Linked DNA regions of Triticum aestivum: region 1 is linked to region 2. Evidence: chromatin contacts called from public Hi-C data. All regions are on one chromosome and are shown on one strand. The core of a region is the stretch at or near the end of the contact, and the rest is flanking DNA. Distances in the headings are between cores, read along the strand shown.

Region 1 (4,058 bases), core at 1,466-3,965, 190 kb before region 2:
GCTAGCTAACTAATGGAGAGGGAGTTATGGTGGAGGGGGGCATTGATGGGGAGAGGAAGAGAGGTAGGACAAAAAGAGATGTGAGAGAGGCCATTTATGAAGGAGAGTTATGGTGGAGGGGGACATTAATGAGGAGAGAAGAGAGGTAGGAGGAAGAGAGAAGAAGAGCAACAATGATGGAGAGTGGAGAGGGGAAAGGAGGGGGAGAGAGGGCAAAGTGGGGAAGAGGAGGGGGAGGGAGTGAAAAGGTGGCACCAGCCGCAACTAGCAGTAGTGCTGCTTACCAAAACACGCTGCTGCTACCGTAGTTAGTAGCAGCGCTTTCCCGGAGAAGCGCTACTACTAAGTGGGGCCCATTAGCAGTGGCGGCACAGTAAAATACAACACTACTACTAAACTATTAGTAGTGGCGCTGGATTCTGTACAACGCTGGTACTAGCTATCGTCGGTGGCCTCGTCTGTTCCCACATAGTAGTAGCGTGTTTTTATTTTCCAGCGCTACTGCTATAGACAGAGTAATAGCGCTTCCCTGGATCAGCGCTACTGCTAACTAGCAGCAGCGGTGACTATTTTCCAGCGCTACTATTAAGCTCCTGTGTATAAGGCGTAAACACCTGAACCTCGGCACTGCCACCATGACCACAAGAACCAGGCTCATCCACCTGCCCCTCAGCCCCAACATCCCCACCATGGGGCACATTAGGAAAACCATCGAACAATGATCGGCTGACGACCATCACAACCCAGTTTTTTCTTCTGAAAGTTCCAGCGACTACCAGCATTTCATTGATTAAGAAGGTAGTAGAAAATTTACATTGCCGCACGGCAAGGATAAATAAAATTAAGAGAATGTAAAAAAGAAGGGACAGGAGGTCTATCTACAGATCCCCTAACGATCCAAGCAAGCACTTGGCACCTGCTAGTCTCCAGTTATGTAATGCAAGCCTAATGGCATGCACCACGTCGTCAACTGAAGCCCAACGTTCGTGCCGTTTCTTTCTTTCCATAGCTACCATGCCAAAAACCATACCTGTGTGCAAGAACCACGCAACATCACCAAAGAGCCAACGATGAAAGAAAAGAAAGGCACCAATCCGGATGGAGAGCGGTAGCCGAAACAGGAAGAAGACCAGGACGGCCAGCCCGTACAGCGGCGACTGAAGCGCCCCCCACCCACAGCAGGAAGACGCCCATAGAAATCTCAGTCATCAATCACCTCACCCAGTCCCATACCAAATCAAAAATCCCCTTTGACTGGGGTCGCGATGGGCGGCGCAAGGCACATACACGCTGCGGAGAAGGCGAGAAGAACACAACATGGAGCTAACGGCTGTGGGAGGAGCAGTGGGAAGAACCGGATGCAGCACGGGTGCTCAATCCTAGGGTTTGTCGGGGTGTCAGCTTGGTTTTTTTGTTGGGAAGAGATAGGCCCGAGGGTTGCTGGACTCGGATCTAGATGGGGGCTGCGGCGGTGGAGGAGATGGCCGGTGGCGGCCACAGATGGGTGAGAAGTTGGGCGGCGAGTCGGGAACAAGATATTGGAGGAAGAGATAGAGAGAGGGAGGATGTGTGGGGGTAGCGATAGCACGACGCAAACCGACCTGACAACTTTTTTTGATGGTTAAAAAAAACCGACCTGACAACTGGGACCTACGGGACAGGGGGACAATCGCCTGCTCGCCAGCCACGATTCACCAGGAGGGTGGATTTCCTGGGAGCTTAGTCACTAGTTAGATTGTACGTGTTCTCCATAGTGGCGTTATTTTCTATCATGAGCCTAAATTTTGATCAGTTATGTTCCATTATGTACTAATATTATATTCACTTTTGATTTCCTATATTGTAAATAAGAGTCTTGAGATCCCTTAAGTCTTCAGGTATTTGTGCTTAGTGAAACGAGGGGTAGATACATTTGTCTTTCTTCATCCACCAAAGAAAAGTTGATATTTACTTTTTGAACTTGATATCGAGGTTTTAGGGAAAACTAACTAGTGGGATTGAGATTGCCGTCAAAAGATTGACATCATCATCTATTCAAGGTTCAGCAGAATTCACTACTGAGATTGAAATAACTGCAAATCTTTAAAACTGCAATGTAATTAGGATACTTTGGTTTTGCATTCAGAGGGAAAAGGGATTTATGGGGTTTCAAATTCAACAAGAAAGAGATGATTCTTGTGTACGAATGCATGCCAACCAAGAGCTTGGTCGGTGACCCTACTTTTTCAGGGTAAGAAGGGGCAGAGAAAATGCCTCGAGCTGAGGTCTATTTTCTCTACAACTATGTTCACTGAGACTTCAATTCTAAATTGTTCTATCGAGATTTTAAAGATTTTTTACGATTCAGGTGTCAATTCAATTTTAATCTTGCGGTGGTTATATGGATCCTTGAGTATATCGTGTCTAGTAGGAAATTCTCAGCGAGGTCTGATGTGTATGGCTTCGACATCATGGTTCCTAAGATCATGAATTTGCTTTTGCCTGCATTATATCTTTGAGTTCCATGTACAAGCTTTTTGATCGGTTCGTTCCATCTTTCCTTTTTCATTTTCTACCTCCTGTCCTTGTCACTTTTCATTACTGACGCAACTTCCACCCCAGTGAGCCTTTGCAGATAAAATGATTCCACCGCGTGCTCGGTCCAAAGTTTGACCGTGGACTTGGTACCCATCCTTCGCCGTATTGACCACACCACTCGGTCACGCAGCGCCTTTCCCATTTCCACAACCACCCGTCCTCCTCCTCCCACGCTACAGCAGAGCAGAGCAGAGCAGCAGCAGCAGCTCCGTCGATCTCCTCCGCCCTCCTCCCCCCGCGCCCGGCCTCTCCTCGCCGCCATGGCGCCCCGCGTGCCCTCCTCCCTCCTCCTCGTCGGCGCCGCCCTGCTCCTGGGCCTGGCGGCCGGCGCGGCGCGGGCGTCCAACGAGGAGGGGGACGCGCTGTACGCGCTGCGGATGCGGCTGTCGGACCCCAACGGCGTGCTCCAGAGCTGGGATCCCACCCTCGTCAACCCCTGCACCTGGTTCCACGTCACCTGCGACAGCGCCAGCCGCGTCGTCCGCCTGTAAGCTACAGTCCTTCCCCTCTCGCTCAATCAAGCTTTTATCTTCAAGGGTTTCCCAGCGCTTGCTCAGATTAGCCCAGAAACAAAGCTCGATTTAAACTACTACTAGGTCAAGCTGCTTGCGTGCCGGCAAAGGATATCCATGGTCTTTCATCTTTGGTCTTGCACTTGCTTCTTGTTTAAGGGATTGATAGCTTAAGCAATACTAGTTGAATAATCATACTAACTGTTCATTCAAAAGGGCCGATTTGTATATAAAAAAGAACAACTTGCAAGCATAATCAGTAGTTGTGGCGTCTGTCTGTCATAGTTCAACAATATTGCATCCTGTTGGTTGGATAACCGTGTTGTCTGACACTCTTTATGGCAAACTTCTGCAGGGATTTAGGCAACTCCAACGTCTCCGGCTCCATCGGCCCCGAGCTCAGCCGCCTTGTGAATCTTCAGTACCTGTATGTGCCCCTACGATGATGAATTCCACCGTTTCTGTTATTCGAACGGAACAAAATGGTTTGATTTTCTCAATTGGAACTTGATTTGCAGGGAGCTGTACAGGAACAACCTCAACGGCGAGATCCCAAAAGAGTTGGGCAAGCTGAAGAATTTGATCAGCTTGGATCTGTATGCCAATAAGCTCACCGGAAGAATCCCCAAGTCCCTTTCCAAGCTCAGCTCACTGAGATTCATGTATGTATTATCCTCTGATTGAAGTTAATTCCTCCACAGTACAAATGCCCCCTCTAAAAAAACTACTCCTAATTCATGGCATCTTTCTTTAGTCCAAGTGGTGTACCCAAAATGGCTGGGAAGTTGTGCCCATAATTCTGAATAAACTGAAATGCAATTTAAAATTTTGCTTTTGGCATAGTTAAGCATTAAATGTATGAAAAGGATCTAAGTTTGTCTCTCCTAATTCATATATGAACATTTTTCCCTAAGTGAGTACTAAAGCAATTTCTTATAGGCGTTTGAACAACAACAAACTTGCTGGATC
Region 2 (4,071 bases), core at 514-3,013:
AAACACAAACATAACAAAGAATGGCCAACATGGATCCGCTACGGTGAGTGGCATTGGGATTACGTTTATAACGACACATAGTCTTTTTGATTGCCACCACATGTAAACAAACAAAGCATCATCCAACATACTATTAGTGCACTGAAATGTACTATTAAATATCAATGTGAATCTTCCACACCCAATGCCGATGAACATTGTTGGCAAGAAGTTACCTTGAAAAGATGGCGAGAAAGGGAGGGAAAGTGGCAACAAAGAAGAGACGAGAGGGAGATACCATGTTTGTGTACGGGGTACATAGAGGAGCGTGGATGATGCTAAGGCTTTGATTAGGCAAAACAAAAGCCGCACCATATATGGGGCATGGGTACGCGAAAGTGTAAGGTAAAACATGTTGCCCCGCGGGTGGGTGCATGTAACCTCCCATGTGTGCGCAGCTGTCACCCACGCTGCTTCCGACACGTCTTCCCCTCAACGCATCCATGCCCCCCTCTAGTACAATTTGCTAAAAAATACATGTGATTATGATAGGTACAAAAATACCAGAACAATTTCAACTCTTAAACTATGAATTGGTTGTAAATTTAGTATATGCCGGCTGGACGAAACTCTGAACTGATTATGACACTTTATTGAAAATTAAACGGAAAGTAAGTATTAGGAACGTCCTTTGAGTTGGAGGGCCGCTGCTCATCATAGGGAGTCTATGTGGGCTGAGCAGAAAGCCACTAAATGAACACAAAAAATAAATCTATGCAGCTAAAACATAAACATTTGATGCTAGACCTAAATATAAATATAACAAGAGTGGCCAACACGGACTCGCCATGGTGAGTGGCATTGAGACTGCCTTTATAATGACCCATCGGTTTTTGGACTCCTTCGCATGTAAACCAAAAAAAATAAACACCCAACATCCTTTTTTACTTCACTAAATGTGGTATTAATTATTGGTAGGAACCTTCCCTACTCAATGCCAATTTATATTGTTGGCAAGAGATCACCTGGAAACATGATGGAAGTGCGGAGGGACGTGGCAAGGAGAAGAGGTGAAGAGTGAGATGCCATGTTGCACATGGGATACCCATAGAAGCATGGTTGCCGATAAGGCATTGATTTGGGCAAAACAAAAATCGCGCCATATATGGGGCATGGACATGCAAAAGGCTAAGCTAAAGCAAAAAATTGAATACGACATTTTAGGTGGCCATATTAAGTGAACCTCTTATGTCCCGCTCTATTCATAGCATGCATCCGAGACACCAAATTTCACAAGTCTGTGGTGACATGAATGTGTTGTATATGTAGGTTGTATGTGTGTCTTGATTGTGATCACTTTACTATCTCGTGACAAAGAAACATTGTAAACTATCATACGCCATTGTGTCACGAACCTAGTGAAGGTCTTCCCATGATCCGCACGACACTCATTGTTGTAGCTTGAGGCGATTCAAAATATATAGCATTGGCAAGAAATTACCCGGGAAACTTCACGGAAATGAGACGGAAAGTGCTAGAAGAGGAAGCCATGGTTGCCGATAAGCTTTGAATAGGCAAAACAAAAGGCGCGCCATATACGGGGCATGGGCACGCAAAAGGCTAAGCCAAAACGTGTTGGCGTGCATGCAGCCTCCGCTGTCCGGCGCGCCCGTCACCCTCGCCCCTTCCGACACGTCCCCCCCTCCACGCGTCCCTGTCCACCCGTCTCCCTCCCCGGCCCCGGAGCCGGCCTATATACTCCCCCGCGCCGCTCCCATCCTCTCCTTCTGTCCTCCGAACCATCGCGACGAGAGCAATAATAGCAGCTCCAATGGTGGCCGAGGCCATGGGCGTCTGAGCCGCGCGCCGAGGCCTGCGGGCGCCATTGATGAGAGCAGCTGCAGCACCCTTCACGGCCGGACGCGATGTCCGTTGTGGCTACCGCGGCGGCGGCCGTGGGGCCCGCGCCCGTGGCTCCGTCCGGGATGTGCGGCGGTGGTGCCGGCGGTGGCGGGGCGAGGAAGAGGAAGGACGTCGTGCACTACCAGGAGGAGGAGGAGGAGGTGGTGGCGGCGGTGCAAGGGGGGCGGCTTGGCGGTGAGGGCCACGGGCTGTTCGTGCTGGAGACGGTGGAGGAAGAGGAGGAAAGGGAGGCCGAGGCTGCCGCCGAGGCGGAAAACGAGCGGTCCTCCATTGGCCCCGTCTCCGAGGGGGACGAGGAGGAAGGGGAGGAGGTGGAGAGCGCCAGGGAGACGCCGTGGCAGAGGAGGACCAAGAAGACCGGCGGGCTCGCGAGCCTGGACGCCCTCGACGACGCCCTCCCCATCAAGTAATTAACCAGCTTTACCTCCCTTCCCTTAATCATCCCCATTAACAACCCTACCAATTCTTTCTTGCAAGAACGGCGAATTCTCGGTTCGGTCGGTGGGTTAATTTGCGAGTTCTTGATTTGGCAGGCGGGGGCTGTCGAGCTTCTTCTCCGGCAAGTCGCGGTCGTTCGCGAACCTGCAGGACGTGGCCGGGGCCGGCACCACCAGCAGCAAGGACGTGCTGGCCAAGCCGGAGAACCCCTTCAACAAGCGCCGCCGGATCCTGCGGTGCTGCTCCATCCGGCGGGTCTCCTCCACCTCGCTCACCGCGCTGCCGCCCTTCCTGCCGCCCGAGCCGTCCTTCAACATCGGCAACGACGGCGTCATCAACGGCGGCGGTGGCGGCTCCGGCGGCAGTGGCTGATCATCAACTGATCCAGGGACGCCGTACGTGCACCGATCAAATTGATCCAAAAGAGAAAAGACATGCATATGCATGCAAGTTGCAAGGGAATTAGTAATGGAAACAAACTACTAGGGAGGAGACAAGATGGATGGATGGATGGATGGATCCTACTTTGTAGTACTCCGGGATCTCACTCATCTCAGCTCACATCACCAATGGCCGCATAGAGCTTAGGTTTTTCTTAATTCTTTTACTAGCTGCTAGTAGTTGCATTGACATGCAAAGAGAGGGAGAGGGAGCACCGAACATGGTGCATGTGATATCCATCCTAGCCTACAAGTTATGCCAGTGTTCTATCTCATTGGAGAGAAGAAGCCCGATTAACCTTTTCAATGCTAGTATAGCGCCAAGGTATGCATGCAGATCAAGCAAGTAAGAGCCCCGATTGATCATCGACATGTGTGTTCTAAGTCGATCTCTAGGATGTTTCTTAGCAGTGCATTGCACATATGTAATATAATACAAACTAATAATTGAGAGTACTAACAGTTGCCGAGCACCATATATACTTGACCATATCTGTGTACTATGGTTGGTGAAGTGGTGCTATTGTACATAATTTGTGTTCTGAAAAATACTATATCGGCAAAAGGGTTCATCGTGATCCATATTTTTTATCTCTTGTAGGGCCTCTTTGATTTGTAGGATTTAAACCGTACATGAATAGAAAAAAAAATGTAGGGCCGAAATATCACGCCCATTCGAAGTCTATATGATTTGGCTTCTTGTTTGATTGTGTCATAGAAAAGAACGGATTGTTTTCAACTGGTTTGGGTGATCAGAGAAACCAGTATGAAAATCTTATGGAGAATTCATCCTATGAAGAATCAAGCAATTGAAATATACTCCGAAAATTTTGTGGAGTACTATATCGTTGGGCCGTGCACTTCGGTTCGGTTGGTTTGTTCTTTATGTACGAAGCGGGGCGAGAGCAGAAATTCTAAAGGTCTCAGTGCTCCGAAAATTCTCTGAAAATCCTTGAATCAGAGATACCGTATGTGCTCGACCAGGGGACGTCAAGTGGTGGTCACTTCAGGCCTTCACCATCCAAGCACAGACGGTGAGATGCTCCCACATTAGCGTATGTTAAAAGATCAAGGGGACAAGGCCAAATTAATACTTAGTAGCGACGTGACGTGCAGAGAGATAGGGTAGGGCGACAAGGATGTCAAAAGTGGTATGGAAGGGATAAGCTTTGGGGGCGGAGGATAAGCGATAACGATTAACGAGAGAGGAAACGGGTGTCACGTCGCGCGTGAAGAGAGGAGAGGATGATGGGCCATGCGTCATGCGGGGTGTACGTTTGTGCTGGAGGCC

Evidence for each region. Hi-C and Micro-C count contacts between places; a contact is called where the count stands out from the background.
Region 1: a Hi-C map of leaf shows a contact between it and region 2, with 2.9 times the contacts expected there. The contact joins the promoter of LOC123159093 here to the promoter of LOC123161217 in region 2. A contact is called at or near these places in 2 of 5 Hi-C or Micro-C datasets (both in leaf).

Annotation. Positions count from the first base shown.
Region 1 is chr7B:582,195,185-582,199,242 of IWGSC CS RefSeq v2.1, reverse strand. LOC123159093 (leucine-rich repeat protein 2) reads left to right here and starts at 2,715. Exons shown (of 6, transcript XM_044576897.1): 1 at 2,715-3,064; 2 at 3,445-3,516; 3 at 3,608-3,751; 4 at 4,029-4,058. The coding sequence starts at 2,838.
Region 2 is chr7B:582,003,353-582,007,423 of IWGSC CS RefSeq v2.1, reverse strand. It overlaps LOC123161217, which reads left to right and starts at 1,763. Exons shown (of 3, transcript XR_006480604.1): 1 at 1,763-2,308; 2 at 2,436-2,838; 3 at 2,873-3,338.